Regions from separate parts of the Anser cygnoides genome. Here region 2 is linked to region 1. The links are chromatin contacts, called in public Hi-C maps. All regions are on one chromosome and are shown on one strand. Each heading gives the region's core, a stretch centred on a gene start, on an enhancer-like site or on the middle of the called end of the contact. The rest is flanking DNA. Distances are from core to core; before and after follow the strand shown. Region 1 overlaps PHF2 (PHD finger protein 2). Region 2 overlaps LOC125182522 (a long non-coding RNA gene).

Region 1 (3,200 bases), core at 542-3,041:
TTGAAAAAGTGACAGAACCGTGTAAATCAAAATACATGATGACCCTCTGTGTTTACAGAGGTGGGTTTGAAACCGCTTTGAATCCAAGCCACGCAGTGACACGTAACTGTAAGGATCATGATTACAATCCACAGATCTACCTGCTTTTGAAAAACAGCATCCAAAAAAAAAAAAACAGTAAGTATTCCACCAAGCTGGAAAATGCCAAAGAAGGTAAGATATGGAAATAAATATTTTTTTATGACCACAAAATAAGATTCTTCCAGAAACCTTTGTGGACATTTCCACCCTGTTGTAGCCACCAGTGTAAGTATGGGACCCAGGCCTCGCCAAACTAAAGAAGCTTTGCAACCAAAATTGCAGAAATTCTCGTTTTTGTGAGTTCAGCCTGGCTGCAGAGCTGCAGCAGCACTGCTGGTAAACAAAACTCTATTTCTGAATCATGTAAAAGTAATCACAGATTTGGCTGATGCTTTTTGTATTAAACAGTTGCTTGAAAAGATACAAAATCACTGGGTCTCCCTGGGCAGACAGCATGGAAAACTAAAGAATAAGTTTGCAGACAGGAAAAAATCATCATAACAATCCAGTCCTCAGAGTCAAGTACGTACAGGCAGTAAAATACCAGATTAAGCAGTAGAAAATTTAAACAAACCCTGGCAGATTAGAACAAGCGTAACAGAATGTGGAGGATTCCTCTGCTCGTAAAGCTGCATCAGCTGCTTATGCCACTGGGTTCAGCTTGTCAAGCTTTGTAAAGGTATGGATTAGGCTCTATACAAGGGCTTGAAAAGTCTATATTTAGCTAAGCTAAGCAGATGAGACCCTTGGGCACTGCATGGATCGCTACAGGAGGAGGTATGAAAAGCTACTGCAATGGGCAAAGGCTTCAGTGTGGTGGGAGCTATTGTTCTGAGAGCAAGTAAAAATATTTAACTAGAACAAAATGGAAGAGTAAAAATAACTGACCTCAAACTCAAATGGTTCTCTGAAGGCTGCAGTCAACTCTTCCAACACAACACGGCTTTTGAATAATGATTAGCCATTTACAGCTACCAGCAGCCAGAAACTGCTATCCTTACTGCACCTGAAATTGCAAGTACAAACTTTCCAAGCGATCACCCCTACTGAAATGACTCTGATGATCATTAACAAAATTATGAGCTGGCTCCAGTTCGTTCCCCTTTTCTCAGTGAACAAAGCTTGACTTGCCAGCCGCTTCCACCGGCTGGCTTCCGCATGAACGTGGGCACAAAAATTGAATTTCCATAGTTAAAGACACACGATCCCCAAAGAAATTACTGCCAGCACAGGAACAAGGACTGGCTGCTGGGCTGTCGTCAGCTCCACCGCAGTGGCCCGTCCCTGAGTTTGTCTCAAAAGCACATTTGCACCTGTGAAGGGGGAAGACGAGGAGCTCGCCAGGCCAGCCTTTGGCAGAGGTCAGCGCAGGGTCCTGAAGTGGTCTCCTACCTAACTTACACGTGTATTTTAAACTCAAGGTGGCTAATTAACAATAGAATAAAATCACATTCCTATAGGTGAATAAAACCATTTCATCGACAGCAGCTGAACAGTGCTGCCCTTTCCCTCAAGCCCTGTGTCCCCCCCCAAATTTTAGCACAAAAGGTGAATTGTATTTTGTATCTTTTTTTTTGTGAGAATGCTCCACTTTAGTCTCTCCAGTTTCTCTCTTCCTTTTTTTTTTTTTTTTGTCCTGTTTGCCTGAGAGAAATGCAAACATAAAAAAGACTGGAGTCGACCATTTGACCCCCTACAACGATCAAACGGGCTCCAAGTTAGACAATGCCAGATCCCACGCGGCGTGCCTGGGAGCAGCCTCCAGCAACAGCCCCTGCTGCACCGATTCGCACATTAATCTGTCAATATGAACCCTGGATGCATTACCATCAGCAGCACAGAACTGGAAAAAAAAAAAACCTCTCAATAGCACTTTTGTGCAATTATTCAGATCTGCCAATGAGATAAAAATGGACACGAGAGGTTCAGCAAAAGAACTGCACATGTAGTGTCGGGGCAGAGCTTACAAAAGCACAGTCTGAGCTGGAAATAAGCTGGGGGAGTGGGAACGCCGGCCAGCGTCGCAGGACAGACACAGCTGCCAGCCTCCTCGCAAACTGCTCCTCACTTGCAAAGGGAACAACTGCACGGGATGCACGCAGCAGGAGCTGGCCTCTGCCTGTGCTGAGCCCTGCTCTCCTGCGGCACAAGGGGAGGAGAGGAGAAAGGTGAGCACAGGCCGGTAGTACTGGCAGGAAGACTCCCACGGGCCAGGAGGAGATGGAGAAGGCCGAGTAGAGAGACACTGCAGCTTCACGGGGCTGGAGGGGAGAAGCTGTGGAGAGCTGCTCCCTTGAGGGGAAGATGGGCAGGGAGCAGAGGGGCGAGCAGCAGCAGGCAGAACGGGAAGCAGCCTTCAGAACAGCAGCAGGAGCAGACTTAGTTGATTCATTTGTATCAGCAGGCCAAGTATTGGCTTCAGAAAGCCCGTAAAATCCCCAAAACAACATACTGACATCCCAACAAGATCCCCTTCTGCTGCAAGAGCTCACAGATCAAGTGGCACAGCATTTACCCTACAGCAGTCTGACAGAGGTGGCTGAACACACAGTCCCGCGTGCACAGCGAGGGTAACCCACCGCTGCCTGCGATTTCATATTCAAACGTGTGCAGGTACGAGGTGGGTGTCCTCTTTACAGACCCCCTGACAGTTCCCACTCTCTGTGAACCATCTCTAGCTACTGCTTCTTAACTGTGTGACAATTAGGAAGTTTTCCCAGACCAAATATGTTGTTCCTGGGGAAAGCATCAGGTTCCCAAAGCAGATTTGAAGAAAAAAACTTAATATATGAAGGCTAAAGAAAAAAGGGAAAAAAACACTCCCCAAGACGTCTTGCAAAACACTGTGGTGTGGGCACGAACACGTGAGAGGCTGCAGCAGCAAGATGCCAGCTGGGAAGCAGGGCAGCAGCCGGAGCTGGAGGTTACGGTGCAAGCCACAGCAGTGCAGATGCAGGCAGCACAGCAGCCTCAGAAAACGCACTCCACGTCTTTGCCCAAGTGCAGTAAAGCTAGAAGAAGAGGTTAATTGTTGTGTATCCAAGAATATCTCGTTGGGATGATTTAAAACAACTTAATGGCTGACTTTAAATGTTATTAAAATAATTTAGCTCAGGTTG
Region 2 (2,921 bases), core at 167-2,666, 53 kb after region 1:
AAGCACTTTCCTTTTGCCTCGTATTTCAGCACACAATCTCGCGTTACACCGGACCTTGACACAAGGAAGCTACTTCATTGGGCATCAGCACTGTACTGACAATAAAATTGTGTCTTCAGCATGGCTCACCAGAATCTGCAAGGTTCATAAAACCTGAACTTTGACCACCCTATCAGATGTCAATAAAAACTTACCAGCATTTTGTACAAGATTTTAAGATTTCAAATGCTTTTTTTTTTTTTGAGGAAAAGATTCTAATAATTCAGAAAATCACCAGTAGTCCTCCACCACCACCACCCTTCCTGGTATTCCTGTGCCACTGCTGCAGCCGGGGGGAGCCCCAGAGAGGGCAGTGGGATCGAAGAGCAACCATCTGCCTTGCAGCATCACCCTGACCACGTCCTGCAGCCTTTCAGGTGTGCTGGCAGATGTGCTTGTTGAAGTAAGTATATACATTTATTAGCCAAAGCCTCCTGCAATTTAATGAACATTGGGTACAGAAATATTTTTGAAGTGTTTATTGTCTGTGTTTTACAGCAGGGCATAAAGTAGTGGAATGACTGTCACATTTTACTAAGCTCAGTGACAGAAGCAAACATTTAATTCAGCAATAGAAATATTTCCATTAAACATAGTCCTCACATTTAGAGCCCAGGTGGCAGGAAGCATCACACCAGCTATGCCTTTTCTCTCACCACACACATTACATGTGCAATACTTCATCAAACTTAACTTTCAGGAGGATAGCTTAAATACAAAAAATTAAAATAAATATCAGAGAAGCACACCATCCCCGCTTGGGCTGTGGCAAGAGCAAGGGGAGGACAGTAAGTGAGGGCTGAGTCTGAGAGCAGCCTCCCGTATCAACCTACCACCTCTCCATCACTGGATGGCGACTTTGCCGATTCCTACAGGCCACATCCTCCAACATGCAAAACAGCCAGTCATGTAGTGTTATATCGACCTGCTTTAACTCATCAGAAACACTTGTGTAAGTGAGACAGGCGGCTGGTGAAGGGTTTGGGCTGGGAGGCCCCGGCACACGGGCTTCGCCGCCCACCCTCTCGCTCCAGCCTTCGCTCTGTAACCCCTCACACACAGCCTGAGACGCACCCTGGCTCCCCACAGACAGGACAGCAAACCCAGCCAGTGACCCAGCTCCTCGCCTGGACGAGCAGGAAGCTGTGCTGGCGTGAGCCAGAGGAGAAGCCAAACCTCCGTACGCCTCACAGCCGAGGGGCCTGCAGCTTGTAGAGCCTCACTGCGAGGCCACACGTCCGCTCCACTTCAAGCCAGTTGCTCCTGGGCCACGGTCTGTGAGCTGGGCAACACATTTCCCAGCACGTTCGTTGGACTGTGTTCACAATTTGCCCGGTGTCCAAGTTCCACACACCCTGGAAGGCCCCTAGTGCTCAGGAAGTGTTGTGACGGAGGCTGCGGTGCGGGAGGCAGCCACGGCCCAGCGCGGTTGTGCTCGGCAGCCCTCTGCAGGCACTGTGGGCGAGCGAAGCAGCGGGAGCTCAGGCAGTCATTTGCACTCACAAACAAAAGCCTAAGGCTTGGTACTCCTGCACATCCCTCCCCTCTTTCATGCGCCCTGCAGTCATTGCCTCTTTCCTAAGTCCTGGTTAAATTGGGCTTCTACTCTCTAAGGAAACAGCCAATTTAGACAGGCAGTACAGAGCAGCTGTATCTGCCAGTCTGGATTTACAATACCTCCCCTGGCAAATCGTCATAATCTCAGCTACAAGTGTGATTTAGCTGGCACACCACGAGCAGGGCAGCAGCGTTCCCACAGGCAGCAGGAGCCACTGAAGAGGAGTCAGAGTTGCCACCTACAGCACAAGCCAGGAGGCTTCCCTCACAACACATCTGCTGGATGAAAGCAGCAGCAACCTGTCCCGCTCCCTCCCTGAAAAGGCCTCACTTCACCCAGTGCTTGGTACATCAAAGCACCCAAAGCATCCACGAGCCCCCAGGAAAAGCAGCCCAAATACATCAGTGCAGACGCAAGGTTAAAGTCAGAGCAGAGTCCACAGCCACTGATGCAAATAAGAATGAAAAGACAAAAAGCAAGGGAAAAAATATGCATTTTTTTAAAATCCTTTGTTGCTCTCATGGTTGGTTCTTGGAGCAATGGGCTGCATGGACAGACTGCTTGTCACTGTCACCGCATGACTGCGGGAGTCACCAGCAAGAGCTGAGGTCTGAGGCACAACAAGCAGAAAAACCATCAGAAGAGGTTCAGTTGCAATCTCTAGAAATCAGTACTTGCTTGCCAACTTTTCTGCTCTTCAAGGGAAAAGCCACATTCTGGAGGGATAATGCCCCGCCTCATCCCCAGGTCACCCTCAGGGGCAGCAGAAGCTCCTCAGGGCCAGCAGCGACCTCGTTTGCCCAGCTGCAGCTCTGCCCAGCACACGAAGGCTACAAGGCCAGGCTGCAGCTTCCAGAAGTGCTTTGTGAAAGTGATTTTGACCAGGGTTACTCGAGTAACATGGCCACTGAGGAGCCTCATGCAAAATGTTTTTATAAACATTTAAACCATTAGTAAACAAGATTTCATAACTTGGCAGTCGGACTCGTATTTTGTTATTTTCACCCAAAGCAGGCTGCTGTGCTGAGAGCTGCCTTCTGCCTCCATCCATTACGATATCAGAGTCCAAGGGGGAAGTTGCAATGAAGACTTGAAGCTCCTCGTGCATTTTATTTTGGAATTTCTTACTTGTGCTTACAAGGGTCACTTGAGGCTGTTTCATCCAGAAAGGTGGATGTATCCTGGTCAGGAGGCACACCACAGGGCACTACACTTTGTCACAAGTGCTGTAACTGCACCACTACAAAACAAGCTGAGAGGCAACAGGAATCTGCAGCACTCCTGCTCCTCTGTAGCACCTCCCCCAACTTTTACTCTATATTTT

The links. A called contact is a pair of places that touch in the nucleus more often than the background predicts.
Region 2: a contact with region 1 is called in a Hi-C map of fetal liver, with 2.6 times the contacts expected there. The contact joins two enhancer-like sites. A contact is called at or near these places in 5 of 7 Hi-C or Micro-C datasets (fetal liver, granulosa cells and liver).

What each region holds. Positions count from the first base shown.
Region 1 is chr10:22,552,615-22,555,814 of Taihu_goose_T2T_genome, forward strand. All of the region lies in intron 2 of PHF2 (PHD finger protein 2), which reads right to left. It also overlaps the pseudogene LOC136791617. Among named protein-coding and RNA genes, the nearest start is that of PHF2, 48 kb to the right of the region's middle. Within about 2 kb of position 1,792, at least 1 of the 3 cell types and tissues checked has open chromatin away from gene starts, as enhancers often do. A contact at or near this core is called in fetal liver, where this site is marked.
Region 2 is chr10:22,606,330-22,609,250 of Taihu_goose_T2T_genome, forward strand. It overlaps LOC125182522 (a long non-coding RNA gene), which reads left to right. Exons shown (of 2, transcript XR_007162495.2): 2 at 30-211. Among named protein-coding and RNA genes, the nearest start is that of PHF2, 5.6 kb to the left of the region's middle. Within about 2 kb of position 1,417, at least 1 of the 3 cell types and tissues checked has open chromatin away from gene starts, as enhancers often do. A contact at or near this core is called in fetal liver, where this site is marked.